Regions from separate parts of the Mus musculus genome. Here all the other regions are linked to region 2. The links are chromatin contacts, called in public Hi-C and Micro-C maps. All regions are on one chromosome and are shown on one strand. The core of a region is the stretch at or near the end of the contact, and the rest is flanking DNA. Distances in the headings are between cores, read along the strand shown.

The links. Hi-C and Micro-C count contacts between places; a contact is called where the count stands out from the background.
Region 1: a Micro-C map of embryonic stem cells shows a contact between it and region 2, with 1.8 times the contacts expected there. The contact joins two enhancer-like sites. A contact is called at or near these places in 4 of 484 Hi-C or Micro-C datasets (the HL-1 cell line, embryonic stem cells, liver and 1 more), 2 of 115 datasets of contacts at active chromatin or transcription factors (T-cell acute lymphoblastic leukemia and pancreatic cancer cells) and 2 of 9 other capture datasets (adipose tissue and embryonic stem cells).
Region 3: a Hi-C map of the N1E-115 cell line shows a contact between it and region 2, with 6 times the contacts expected there. The contact joins two enhancer-like sites. A contact is called at or near these places in 2 of 15 datasets of contacts at CTCF or cohesin (the G1E-ER4 cell line and the NIH/3T3 cell line), 6 of 484 Hi-C or Micro-C datasets (ECoMG myeloid progenitors, the HL-1 cell line, the N1E-115 cell line and 3 more), 1 of 115 datasets of contacts at active chromatin or transcription factors (embryonic stem cells) and 2 of 9 other capture datasets (adipose tissue and liver).

Annotation. Positions count from the first base shown.
Region 1 is chr17:83,805,986-83,810,655 of GRCm38.p6, reverse strand. The region is part of intron 16 of Mta3 (metastasis associated 3); the gene reads right to left. Among named protein-coding and RNA genes, the nearest start is that of Gm41637, 18 kb to the left of the region's middle. Within about 2 kb of position 2,470, at least 76 of the 459 cell types and tissues checked have an H3K27ac peak or open chromatin away from gene starts, as enhancers often do. A contact at or near this core is called in embryonic stem cells, where this site is marked.
Region 2 is chr17:83,562,595-83,566,946 of GRCm38.p6, reverse strand. It overlaps Gm34801 (a long non-coding RNA gene), which reads left to right. Exons shown (of 8, transcript XR_877032.2): 2 at 792-853; 3 at 2,102-2,196; 4 at 2,397-3,190. Among named protein-coding and RNA genes, the nearest start is that of Gm34801, 3.1 kb to the left of the region's middle. Within about 2 kb of position 2,921, at least 22 of the 459 cell types and tissues checked have an H3K27ac peak or open chromatin away from gene starts, as enhancers often do. A contact at or near this core is called in the N1E-115 cell line and embryonic stem cells, where this site is marked.
Region 3 is chr17:83,729,544-83,733,993 of GRCm38.p6, reverse strand. The region is part of intron 3 of Mta3 (metastasis associated 3); the gene reads right to left. Among named protein-coding and RNA genes, the nearest start is that of Mta3, 26 kb to the right of the region's middle. Within about 2 kb of position 1,588, at least 228 of the 459 cell types and tissues checked have an H3K27ac peak or open chromatin away from gene starts, as enhancers often do. A contact at or near this core is called in the N1E-115 cell line, where this site is marked.

The DNA of each region.
Region 1 (4,670 bases), core at 1,221-3,720, 240 kb before region 2:
CTCACACCCCAGTTCTGATTTTCAGAGACAATTTCTCTATGTAGCTCTGGCTGTCCTGGAACTCACTCTGTAGACCAGGCTGGCCGTGAATTCAGAGTTCGGCTTGCCTCCTATGTGCTGGGATCAAAGGCGTTCACTACCACGCCCAGGTCTCTCCGCCACACCCCTGCTTTCAAAAGTGAGTTCTGTAGATGAGATGCAGGCCCTTGTGCTGGCAGGACTGGCCCTTTTTCCAACTGAGCTATAGGTCCACACTGCAGATAGAACCTTAACACTTACTGAGCACCCACTATGAGTCAGAGGCAGCAGACTTCATTTAAACACCTTCTACCTTCAAGTGACTCTTTGCATTTTCTCTTCTCTTTTTTTCCACTCTCCTGAAAGCCGGAAAGGAAACACTACAGGGGTGAGACACGGAAGGAGAGGCTTTGGGAGCCAGAGAATGGAGCCCACAGGTTTCTGTTAGACCTTCAGTCTGAGTAAGAAACAAACAAAATGAAATGAAACCAAAAGATTCCCGAATACCCACTGCATTTTCCTATGTATTTGCAAACAGACACTCGACTCTTATACCCAGGAAACATGAACATCACCCAAGAGCATGCCTCACTCAGCACAGCCCAGGGTCCTTGTTCACCTAGAGGACGACACAAGATTGGGAGTTCAAATCCCACCGCAGTTACCCATTAACGATGTGACTTTGGGTGAGTCACTAAACCTCTCTGGGCTGTTGATTTTTTTTTTCTCCACTACTGAAATGAAATGATGAAATGATATAAAAGTATAAATGATGTCATCGTGAGAGCAGCTCTGTAAGGCGGATGCCATCACCACTTTACAGATTGAAAGAGGAGAAAACAGGTGTGAAGAAGCCAAAGGCCTCACGGGAGCAGGAGGGAGAAGTCCGAGATTCATTGCAGCTCCTGCAAACACTTGGCTACCTGTCTCCACTGCCCATGGTACAAATGCCTCTATTCCCCTGCCCCGCCGCCCTTTCTTGCGCTCTCAGAGGCACAGAGAGCTTCCCTTAAAGGGCCTATCCCTGATAACTGGGCATTAACGTAGTGGAACCCCTGTAGCAGGTTCTCTGTCTGCCAGCAATGCAAATGACATCAAAGCACCTCTAAGTATGTCGGCAAATGGGTGGGTGACAGCACAGGGCCCGACACTAGGACGTACCACACTGAACATATCTGCGCGGTATGACTGTCAGATCAACCCTGCCTTTCCAGCTCCCTGCACCGAGGCTTCTGACACATGAGCCCGTCTGCACTGGCAGAGTCAGTTCTGTTGGGTGGAGTCAGTTCCGTTGGGTGGAGTCAGTTCCGTTGGGTGGGTGCTGTATGTGGTCCGACGCCTTAGGACTGGCTTAACCCACACTCAGTGCTTGTTCTCTGACCCTAGTCTGTACCAGGGCCAAGTAAAAGACAGAAACTTTCAGGAAAGCAGTATGAAATTGTCTGTCTATTTGGGGGTAGGGGAGGGTGTGTGTGTGTGTGTGTGTGTGACAAGGTGATCTAGAATGGAGCTCAGCTGTAGACTGCTTCCCCCAAAATAAATGTGTGTTGGTGCACAAGGCCCTAGGTTAGACCCCAGTACTGTAGACACTAGGCATGCTGGCACCTTTGCTACATCTGGCGTTTGAGGGAAGCTAGGATACATGGCATCTTGTCTCAAAAGAACGAAAAACCATTTTTTTTAAATGTCTGAAAAAAAATTCCTTCTTGCAAATATCAAGAGCTCCCACCACCGGGAACCGGAAGTCCACCTGTGCTTGCTGCCTGCCGCTGTGGTCAACAATGCTGGCTTATGTTTCTGCTGCTATGATGTTCCAACCTCACCTCGGGCCCAGAAATACAGAACCAAGGGACATACACTTGGAACTCCGTGGGATCGTAAGCTACACAGCGATTTCCTGCCTAAAAGTAAAAAAAGCACCTGAGAGGCAAGGACAGGAGGGGAGATGAGTGACAGAGAAGAGACAGGAAGCTGGGAGGCGGGACACTCACTGGAAGCAGGTTGTCTGCAGCCAAATTAGTTTCCCCTATCTTCACAGTCTTGTCCATCTGTTGGCTGTGGTAATTAAGTACCTGTGCTAATTGGTTTCAACATTGTATCACACGGGGTAAGGCTTTTCCCCGTGAATCTGTACCTGCTTTGGTATTTGATAATAGAACTAGGAGATGGAAACTTACTACACTAACCAGATATTATCCAGCACTGAGGTTAGTCAGGACCTGGATCCTGAGAGAATAAGAAACACGGTCACTGTTCCAAGGAAAGGGCCCACTAGGAATCTGTTTCTGTAGCAGTATGGCCTCAAGGCACCAAATTTATCCCTCTGATGGCTTCCTGACACTTGAGACCAAGTCTCTTAAAAAAAAAAAAATCCTTTGCCACGGCTCCCTCTTCTCCCAGAAGGGGGCGCTAGAGAGCTACAAGTATCCTTCTGTTCCAGTCAGCCACACCCTGTTAGCACAAGCAGCTTGTTCCAGTCCTAGCCATTCAGTGTAGCTCTAGCTGTCCTGGAACTAGCTTGGTAGACCAGGCTGGCCTCGAACTCAAGAGATCTGCCTGCCTCTGCCTCCCGAGTTCTGGACCATCACCGCCTGGTATATCCTCTGAAAGCTTCTAAATTGAGATACTTCCAGTTTCTGTGCCCTTTGAACTCAAGGACATTCGCCGTGTTAGTTGGTCTGCTCTACCGTCCAGCTGTTGTTCTATTGATGTCTTATAATAACTTAGCTGTTAAAACAGTTAATATAGCTTCTATTTCTACACTTGATCTTAGCCCAAAGGCCGAGGAGCCATTATAGTTCCTATTTCTAAATAGTACTCACATTGCTTTTAAAAAATATTTTCGGGCTGGAAAGATGGCTCCGCTGGGCTCACAACCAAAAATAAAGAGAAGCATGTTTAAAAGTTTTTATCTTATTTTTAATTATGTGTGAGGGGCTATGTGCACACGACTGCAGTGAAGGTGGAAGAGGAAGTGGGAGTTAAAGGCCCCTGTGAGCCACCAGGCACGTGTGCTGTGTCTTCTGCAGAGAGAGTATGATTCTAACTCCTGAGCGGTCTCGCCAGCCCCTTCTGCTTTAAGATAAGAGTCTGGGTACGTAACCTGGGCAGGTCTAAAGACTCCTCCCACCACTTCCTCCTGAGTGCTAGGGCTCGTGTGTGGACCACCACACTCTCTGCTTGCTGGAGCAGTTACTAGAGAGTGATTCTGAAACTCGTTGTCCTTGACTTAGAGTCCATCTGTGCCCATATTTGGTAAACTGGGGAATTACAATCCACTGCACTAGGTCTGTTTTCTTCAACACTTTCCTTTGTATAATTTATATTGTGCACCTAAGTGCCAGGCTCTGGGCACAGAGATACAATTGTGTGCCCTAACAAACCCATCCCAACCAGAGATCTTTTTGCGTGAACCGAATGGGAAGGCACAGGTTAGTTGGCTAGCACACGGCAAGGCATGTTGTCACCAGCCTCCTTTTTGAGCTGCGACAGCGGATCAAAGAGTTTTGAAGAAAAGACTGGGTATCTTTGGGAAACGAGGCAGGTGTCACCCGCGGCGAGCTGCTGACTTGGTCAGTATGGCGTCAGGAACTCATGCGTGCTGTGCCCCTGCGTCCTCTTCAGAGTGCAGAGGCAGTGACCTTGCAACAGCCTGCATTCATTCAGTGAGAAGCAGGGCAAGCTGCTCTGGAGGCGAAGCCCCAAGGAGAAGAGGGCCATGATGCTGGGCACCAGGTGCTGAAGAGATGACCTGACCGGAGCTGCCGTACAGGTCTGGACCTGGCTGCAGAGCGGCCGTGTGAGGTGCGAGGGAGACTTCCAGCACTGGTTACTGCAGAGACTGGTGAAGGGCTGGGGGTGTGGCACACTGGTGGACTGCTTGTCTGGTGCTGTGGCTTGAATGTGCAATGTCCCCATAAGTTCTGCATTCCACCACTTGGTCCACACACAGTGGCCCTGTCTGGGGAGCTGCAGAAGGTTTAGTAGGCGGAGGAAGCAGACCACTGGGGTCTTACACTCTGGCCCCATTTCCTGTTGACTGCATTTCGCAGATGCAATGTGACCAGATGCCACTCAGGCCTGCCCCGTGCCTTCCTCATCTCGCTGGACTATATTCCCTGGCTCTGTGAACAAAATAAAACCTCCCTTCTTTAAGTTCCTTTCTTTAAAAGTTGTTTTTTTTTGTGGGTATGAATATGTGGATGTATATGTTCAAGTAGGTACATGTATGTGCAGGTGTGTGAGAGCTTTAGGGATCTGTCTACACACACACACACACACACACACACACACACACACACACACACACACACACACCTCTGCTAAAGCTGCAGACACACGACACCTGGCTTTTAGGTGGGAGCTGGGATCCAACCCAGGCTCTTACACATGTGTGGTAGGTACTGTACTGACTGGGCCATCTCACCAGCCCTTAAGTTGCTTCTTGGTAGGTATTTCTGACACAGCAGTGAGGGAGGTGACAGACGCATGTAGCTAGCAGATATAGAACCCTGGGTTCGATCCCCCCCACACTACCTAAAATGGGCATGATGGCACACACCTGTACCCAGCCCCTGGGAGGGAGGGGCCGAAGAACAGACTCTCAAGATTAGTCTTTAACTCCATAGTAAGTTTAAGACCAGCCTATCTCA
Region 2 (4,352 bases), core at 1,672-4,171:
ATTGTGCCTCTCCAGATGAAAGGGAAGCATTTATTAAAACTCTCTTCATTAGATTTTAAAACTGAATAAAATTGTTGCGTTGATTTAAATCATAAAGGAATCTATAAAATTTAGAGTAAACATTTTATTTCAAACCTACCCCAGCAGGCACCCACTGCTACTATTTTGTTGGGTAATAGTTTTGGCTCTTTTTTAATTATTCTTTTCTTTATGACAAGGTCTAGTGTCACTCAGGATGACCTTGAGTTTGTTGGGTAGCCAAGGATGACCTTGAATTGTGAGTCTCCTGCTTCCCTCTCCCAGGTGCTGGGAGCCGCAACACCTGGCTTATGCAGTGTTGGGAACCAGACCAGAGCTTCCAGCTTGCCGGACGGTCTACCAACAGAGCTCTCAGAGCCCGAGATCTCAGACCTTTGTTAATAATAGCATGCATGTGAACACTTGTAGGTTAAAAAAAGAAGAAGAAAGAGACCACAAAACAGAGGTTGAAACGCCAAAGCGACCCAAGAGACGGGATGAGCAATGCACACACAGAAAATGGAGTGTTACTCAGCTTTAAAATAGAACGTAATTCCAATATGTGCGACAAGGTAGATAAGCTTCAAAACATTATGCTCAGTCAGTTAAGCTATGTGTAAAAAAGACAAAGGCTGCAGGCTTCTGCTTACATGGAGGAGGACAGAATGACTGTACAGGGAGTAGACATTGGCTTGATGAGAACGCCTTGGGAGTGAGTTGTGCTGTGCAATACTGAGAACGCACTGATTTGTTTCTTCACCAAGGTACCTCAGTGTGCAGGAACTTACGGTGCGAGCCCGAAGACATGCGTTCCGACTCCAAAACCCACATCAAGGTGAAGAGAACCAACTCTGCTAGGTTGTCCTCTGATCTCACCTGCACACTGTGGCATGCATGCCTCCCATGCAACACACACACACACACACATCGATGATCAGTTAGTCCATAGAGATGAACTCTCCCAGGTCGACTGACCATAAACCTACTGCCTTAGTTTCTCTGGATTTTAAAAGCTATTCGGAAACAACTTTTGGTAAAACAAAACACGTTTATTTAGTTTGCCAGCCTGTAGAGGACGGCTCCTGCTTTCTCTCTGACTCGCCTGCAACATTGTGATGGTTTTACAGAAAAGGTGACAGAAGCCAGGAGCTGGGCATGCGTTACTGTAATGGGGACAAGCTGTCAGGGCTGTGTCCCATCTGTTCTTGTGAAGCTCATTCATCCTCTGGCTGTCCCTGGAACCAGGGCTAATTAGTCCCTGTCTTTCCCCCAGCATAGATGCCTGGAGCAGTAGTGATTCTTAGGATCCATTGTATCAGCCCCCTCCCCCTTGAATATTCTGGTAGCAAGGGGGAGGGACATAGTATTCCCCATTAGAATAGCTCATCAGGACCTAAGCAGAGGTTCATGGTTATAGCAAACTGCTTCCCCAGCATATGAGGAGGGCCTGGGCTTGGTCCACAGCACTAAGAAATAGTAGAGACACCTACTGGACTTGTTGTTGTTGTTGTTAAAAATCTGGCTAGTTACTGTTTATAAGAAACATCCCAGGGCTGGCGAGATGGCTCAGTGGGTAAGAGCACTGACTGCTCTTCCAAAGGTCCTGAGTTCAAATCCCAGCAACCACATGGTGGCTCACAACCATCCGTAATGAGATCTGACGCCCTCTTCTGGTGTGTCTGAAGACAGCTACAGTGTACTTACATATAATAAATAAATAAATCTTAAAAAAAAAAAAAAAAGAAACATCCCAGGGCAGGAATGTTTAAATGTAAGATTAGAAAGAAAGAAAGAAAGAAAGAAAGAAAGAAAGAAAGAAAGAAAGAAAGAAAGAAAGAAAGAAACTCCAGGTCATACCATGAATGAGAATTGTGTGCCTGGCGCCAGGTATGGTGAAACTCTATTAGAATCTGAACCCTGTAGACCCATTGTTTTTTTTTTTTTGTTTTGTTTTGTTTTGTTTAAAAAAAAAAAAAAAGCTACATATACCGGAAGGAACCAGGTCTGATGCTGCCTGACACCAGAGGCACCACACACAAGAAGCCATACTCTAAAAAAACCTGTCCCTTTTGAGTTTCCTCAGCCTCAAGAGCATCTGGAAGACAAGGTCATTCCACCTGCACCTTCAAAATTCTCTTCAGACAATCAAAAGGATGCCAGAACTTCTTAGATGCAGAAGTAAGTCCTCTCTATCTCTAAGCCCGTGGGGTTGCTGTAACCTGCTGCATGGCTTTCCCTTTGGCACAGATGGCTTCACAAGTGCTCGGCAATCACAGCCACACAGTTTTTCCTTTTAATCTGTCCCGCCCTCAGAATCCTGGGGATCGGTTTGGCACATTCTTAATATACAACAATTAGAGTGTTTGCTTGTCTTGCAGCCTGAAGAGTCTCACGTCTGAGCTCAACAGATAAAATAGTGAGGTTGGCTGTGTACTGTAGGACTGACGGCCCCAGGGGGAGCCTGCCTGATGGTCAGAGAGATGCTTTCCTGTGCTTTCCAGAATGGCAGCAGGTCAGACCGACTCCTTCGAGTTGAGAGATTGCAGCCACTTCCTATCCAGGGAATCCAGCCCCTCCTCCCCTTCCCAGGCGGTCGGTAGACTCTTCATGGAAAGATCCATGCTCCCTGATTACAGGAAACAGTTATAGGATAATGGAGCAGCATCCCCCAGCTCTCCAAAACGGTTCCAGGGACCAGTGTCAGGCTCAGAGATCGGAACATGGTGGAAAATGAGACCTAAAATGAGACCCAAGGGCTACAAAATTAGCATATGAGAAAAACCTAGTAAAGAGGGAAGCTGGAACTGCCTTCTCTTGCATCTGGCTGGAGCCACTGGCACAGCTGCAGAGGCACTCCAGAGTGTCTGCGGGTGACCTGCCACATGGCCTGCAGGAGAAAGGCAGTGCTAGGCACGTGACCTCAGAGGCTTCCGTATGGGACATAAGTAACCCTGTCCTTTGCCGAGTGCTAGTGCCAAGCTTCCGAACATTTCTCTGTTTGGGGTGCTTCCTCCCTGGGAGCTATCTTCTTTCTTAATATATTCTTCAACCTTATTTTCTTCTGTTCACGTGTCTCTGTCCAATTCCCTGTTGCAGATACAGAAACCCAGACCCCTAGTGGGCACCCACGGAAACGCAGCATCCGTAGGATCAGCACTGGTCAACAGCCAAGGTACGGAACCAGTGTAGATGCTCATCAACAGACCAGAAGAGACCATATGTGTATACACAGCAGAGTTTTATTTAGCTGTAAATAATGGAATTATGGGTTGGGCAGTGGTGGCACGTGCATTCAATCCCAGCACTTGGGAGGCAGAGGCAGGCAGATCTTTGAGTTCAAGGCCAACCTGGTCTACAGAGCGAGTTCCAGGACAGCCAGGGCCACGTAGTAAGACCCTGTCTTGAAAATACCAAAAAGGAAAGAAAAATAAGAGTGAAATTATGTCCTGTGCCGAGAATAAGACACCTCATTAACCACAATAAACTAAACTCTCGAGGACAAATCTGTCCTCTGGCAATGCAGTATTAGGAATAGGGGTGAAATGAGGAAGAATAGTGGGGGCTTTTGTTGTTGTTGTTGTTTTGGTTTTTTGTTGTTGTTGTTTTTACATTCAATAAGAAACCGTTCTGATATATAAAGCAAGCCTATTAGAATCTGACAAAAATATTATCATGGGAGATTTTAACATCCTCTGGAGAACTAGTATATCTTTGTTTTCACAGACAGAAGATATGGCAGAAGTACAACACTCAAGACAAAACAACTTGAACCAGACAGGGTTCCTCGTAGAGAACCAAAGCCACTCCAACCAAGTGCTTACATCACAAAGGAATACAGGGGCTGCTTTCAAAATTATTGCCAAGTCAAGAAACACTGAGGGTTCCTAAACATAATTTTTAAAAAAAAAAAATTGCATCTAACAGTTTCTGGCAGATAATATATATTGTATGAACCTTTATTAGATAAAAACTGAAAGCTCTAAGCTGCAAGCATTGTGAGATTGAGTGCTTCAGTTCAGATCGTCACTGCTATAATTCAGGTGCCAGAAAGCTGTTGCTGCTGAGGCTGAAACAATTTGATGTCAGCCCAGCCCTGCCTCCTGGGTACCACCCAGGAGGATGATGGTCTCTGGCCACCTTCCCACTCCTGTATACTACTGTATAAGACTTCTTAGTCCCAGATAAGTCATACATAGAACACAAGTTGTCATATACTCTTGGAAATTTAGAGTTGGCTTTTCAGCCCTTGTGATTCAAAGGAGACCAGTGTAGCAGGGGGAGATGAAGGCCGAGCACCAGTGAGTGAGTTTGGGTACAAATGGCTGAGAACCAGC
Region 3 (4,450 bases), core at 339-2,838, 170 kb before region 2:
GAAAAGAATCCTTAAAATGTTGGGGCTTTTCCCTCCCCACCCCAACTCTTCTTCCTTCTTTTCTCTTCTATCTCCTCCTTTTCCTCTTCTTCCTCCTCCTCTTCTGAGACAGGGTCTCATGTACCCCAGGCTAGCTCTGAGCTATCTACCTAGCTGAGGATGGACTAACATTTCTGATCCTCCTGCCCTGTCTTCTGAATGCTGGACTTGCAGGCTCCAGCAGCCACCCTCTTTCCATGGTGCTAAGGTTCACCAGCAGGGCTCTATGCGTGCTGGGGGTGCATACCTGCTGGGGATACACACTGAGCCGCCTCCCCAGACCCTGGAATATTTTCTAGGCCAAATTTGAATGCATTTTTCTGAGAGAACACCTGCCCAGCAGTTCTCTTGCTCTGTAACCTAAAGACTTACTCACACTTTTAAGCCCCATTGAAGACCTCAAGCTTTTATTAATGGACATTATGCCTATCAAGATTTACTGTAAAAAAGAGCAGAATTTCTTTAAAGACTTATTTCTTTTTCTTTCTTCTTTCCATTAACTTATTTATTCATTTTACATCCCTATCACGGTTCCACCGGTCCTGCCAGTGCCCCCTCAAATGGCCCCTCCCTCTTCACCGCTGAGAAGGGGGAGGTCCCTCCCAGGAACCAACCCACCCGGGCAATCTCAAGTCACTGCAGGACTAGGCACATCCACACCCACTGAGGTCAGACAAGACAGCCCAGTTAGGGGAGCAGGATCTACAGGCAGGCAACAGAGTCAGGGGTCCAGTTGCTCCAATTGTTGGGGGACCCACATGAAGACCAAGTTGCACTTCTGCTACATCTGTGTGGGGGGCATAGGTCCAGCCCATGAATGCTCTTCTGTTGGTGGCTCAGTTTCTGGGGGCCTCCAAGGGTCCTAAAGACTTAATAATTATGTATCCAGGAGAATGTGCTCTCAATGCAGGTGCCCACGAGTACAGTGCCTACAACGGCCAGGAGAGGGCGCTGGATCCCTGCGGCTTGAGTTACAGGTCTCTGTGTCCCAATGTGGAAACTGAACTCAGGTCCCCTGCAAGAGCAGTGAACTAAATGCCGAAGTTACTTCTTTAAACTTAAAACAAAAAAAGGAATATGTAGGGTGGGGATGTGCACCTGAGTGCAGGTATCCCTGAAAATGAGCCAGGTCCCCCAGAGGAGAATTACAGATGCTAACAAGCTGCCAAATCCGGTCCTTAATAACAGCAGTGTGTGTTCTTAACCTCGGAGCCTACATTCCAGAATTCATTCAATCCAGAATTTATTTTTGTTTTTTGTTTTTGTTTTTGTTTTTTAATTTCTTGTTTTGTTTTATTTTTGTTTTTGGAGACAGGGTCTCTGTGTAACCCTGGCTGTCCTGGAACTCACTCTGCAATCTAGGCTACCTCGAATACAGAGATCTGCTTGCTTCTGCCTTACAAGTGCTGGGATAAAAGGCATGTGCCACTACATAGAGCCGAAAAATTTTAAGCAAACTACAAGCACACATTCTATCAGCAGGGAAACTGTCACCCTCAAGTGCCATCCGGTCTCTGCAGAACTCCCGGCCTGATGAGCAGCTGGTGCCGGCAAGGTTAGTGTGGTTTTGAACGTTACTCTGACCTCACAGAAGGGAGTGGAAATGAGCAGTCCACGCACAGGAAGTCAGCGGGAAGAGAAGGCCGTCTGAAATGGTCCTTTCACACAGTGAGCTGCCATGACTCATCAGTTCTACAGCGAGTCAGGATCCCATCAGAAATAAGCTACTTCTGCTTTACATTTATTCAAAGAACACTGCATCTGGCAAAGGCTGCCCAGTCTTATAATAAATCAAAATCCATCTGGGATTCTGTAGCCTTAGCGTGCCACCATGCAACTTTCCGCTCGCTGTAAACTGTGAAACTTCAGAAGCGAAAATAAAAGAGCCACAAGTGTCTTAGCTAGGGGTTCGATTGCTGGGACAGAACACCACGGCCAAAGCAACTCGGGAAGGAAAGGGTACCCCAGCTTACTAGGCTCGGTCACACCCACCACTAAAAGAAGTCAGGACAGGAATGCAGAGGGACCTGGAGCAGGAGCTGATGCAGAGGCCATGGAGGGTGCTGCTTACTGCCTTGCTTTCAGGATTTGCTCAGCCTGATTTCTTATAGAACCCAGGACCTCCTGCCTACAGAGGGCTGGGACCTCCCACATCAATTATTAATCAAGAAAATGCCACAAAGGCCAATCATTTTCCCAATTGTGGTTCCCTCGTCTCAGGTAACTCTAGGTGTCAAGATGACAACAGACAACCAGCACAAGAAGTAGCCTTCCTCTCCAGCTCACTCCCAGCCCCGTCCTCCCAGAGCATCCTCCTCCTGAACTCACTCCCAGCATGGTCCTAGGGCTTCCTCCTCTCAGCTAACCACCAGCACTGCTCTCGCAAAACATTACCGTCCTGAATTTACCAGCACTGTCTTCCCTAAGCACAGTCGAGCATTTCTTCCCATAATAAACTACGTAAAAAGGATCCACATGCCTGTAATCCCACCACTCTAGAGACCTAGGCAGGAAAGACTTACGTGAGTTCAAAAACAGCCATAGTGAATTCCAGAGTAGTCAGGACTACAATTTCCAGTACCCAAATTTAGACCCAAATCCACAAAGTTGTCCTGACCACCACGTAAGCAACATGGTACACACATACAAATAAATAGATATTAAAATTTTAAAATAGGGTCGGGGGTACTGAAGTGGGGGAGTAAGAAGGGTGATACAGAAGGAGAGAGGAGGGGACATAAACACTAAGGACATTTGAAAGATATTCTTTTGTAAGCTTACTTAATAATACCTACATCATGTGTATGTGTCCCTATCCGTGTGTGTGTGTGTGTGTGTGTGTGTGTGTCCATGTATTTATGTTGCATATACATCTATACTTTTATTGTTACAGGGTGATAATATTCTCCCAGGAGCCATAGACTAATAAAAATCCCAGTGACAGACATGGGACACCTCACGGAAGTAGTTAGTCAAGGAATCTAAGAGAACAATACAATACACACAGATAATTGCTATTGCCCTTGGTTGCTTCCCAGATCTTGGAAGTAATACCCTACGCTGAAAACACCACACACTTTGGTGATAGGACTTGGGAGAAATCAAGTTGGCGTGACCTTTAAAGACCTTCTTCCGTGGGGGCTGGCTCTCATAATATTATTAGATGCCATACAAACTGCTAAGGAGAAAAGCAAGAAATAGCCCTACTCAGCTGTAAAGACTTCCTCCACCCACAACAATGACTGACCATACCAGACGGCCCCAACAGCAGCCAACAACTATGTCATTGAACTTAAGGCCTGCTCAGAATGAGAGAACCTATGCCTGCTACTGTAAACCTAGCCAAGAAGCTGCAGCTGGAGAGGTCAGACCCTAGAGGAGAGCCTACTACAGCCATTTCTCTAAAACACTACAGCTTCGGACTGACTACATTACAAATACTTCTCTTCACCCCATCAAGCGCCTCTCATCCCTCACTGGAGTTTCACTGTGCAGCCCACCGAAGGTATCACATACATCCACAACTGGCCAAACCCAGAGGAAAATATGACTCGGTACCAGTAGCAACTGGGACATCAACAGAGCCATCCCCACACCCACAGCTCAGGGGACACTGCAGAGGAGGGAGAAAGAACCCTGTGAGTGCTAGATACCAGGACAACTGCTGCCAGACAGGTCTTCCTGGCGTGACAGGATGCTGGACCACATCCTCCCAATGATATGGCTGCCTGCACAAGACCACTCTGGGCAACACCGCAATGTGGATGGGAAATTTTTGTTGCTTTTGCTTTTCTGAGACATTGCCTCTACGTACCCCTCATTGTCCTGCAACTCGCTACGTAGACCAGGCTGGCCTCCAACTCATGGAGATCCTCCTGTCGTTGGCTCTAAATGCTAGACTCAAAGGAGTGTGCCACTGTGCCTAGCAGATGGGATAAATTTTATCAGAGCCTCATCCCCAGATGAAGAGCTATAGTGGCCGCTAAGGGAGAATCCGGTCCCAAGGAAAACCTCCTGATAGGTTTCCCAATCCTGAACAGTCAGCCCTAAACACATGTATACGTGGGCAACACAAGCTGAACTCTGTAGGGTGGGTGTGTGTTTGTGTGTGTGAGTGTGTGTGTGTAACAATGATAGTTAAAGAAAAGGAGGTCGTGAAGTTGAGAAGGGTAGAGAAGTGGGAGGGGGCGTGGAAATGACATAAGTAGTGTATTCATGTATGAAATTTTCACAAAACATTACAATTTATATAAATAATTATAATTAAGAAACACTTCATGCTTTCACAAAAAGCTCTTCACAGTTGCCAGTCACCATTCAGATAAACTAAAATACAGTGGTGATAAATCTAAGTGCAAACCATGCCGAGTTTCCCTGGAAGCCACGCTCTCCTTCCTACCTGACCTCAGGC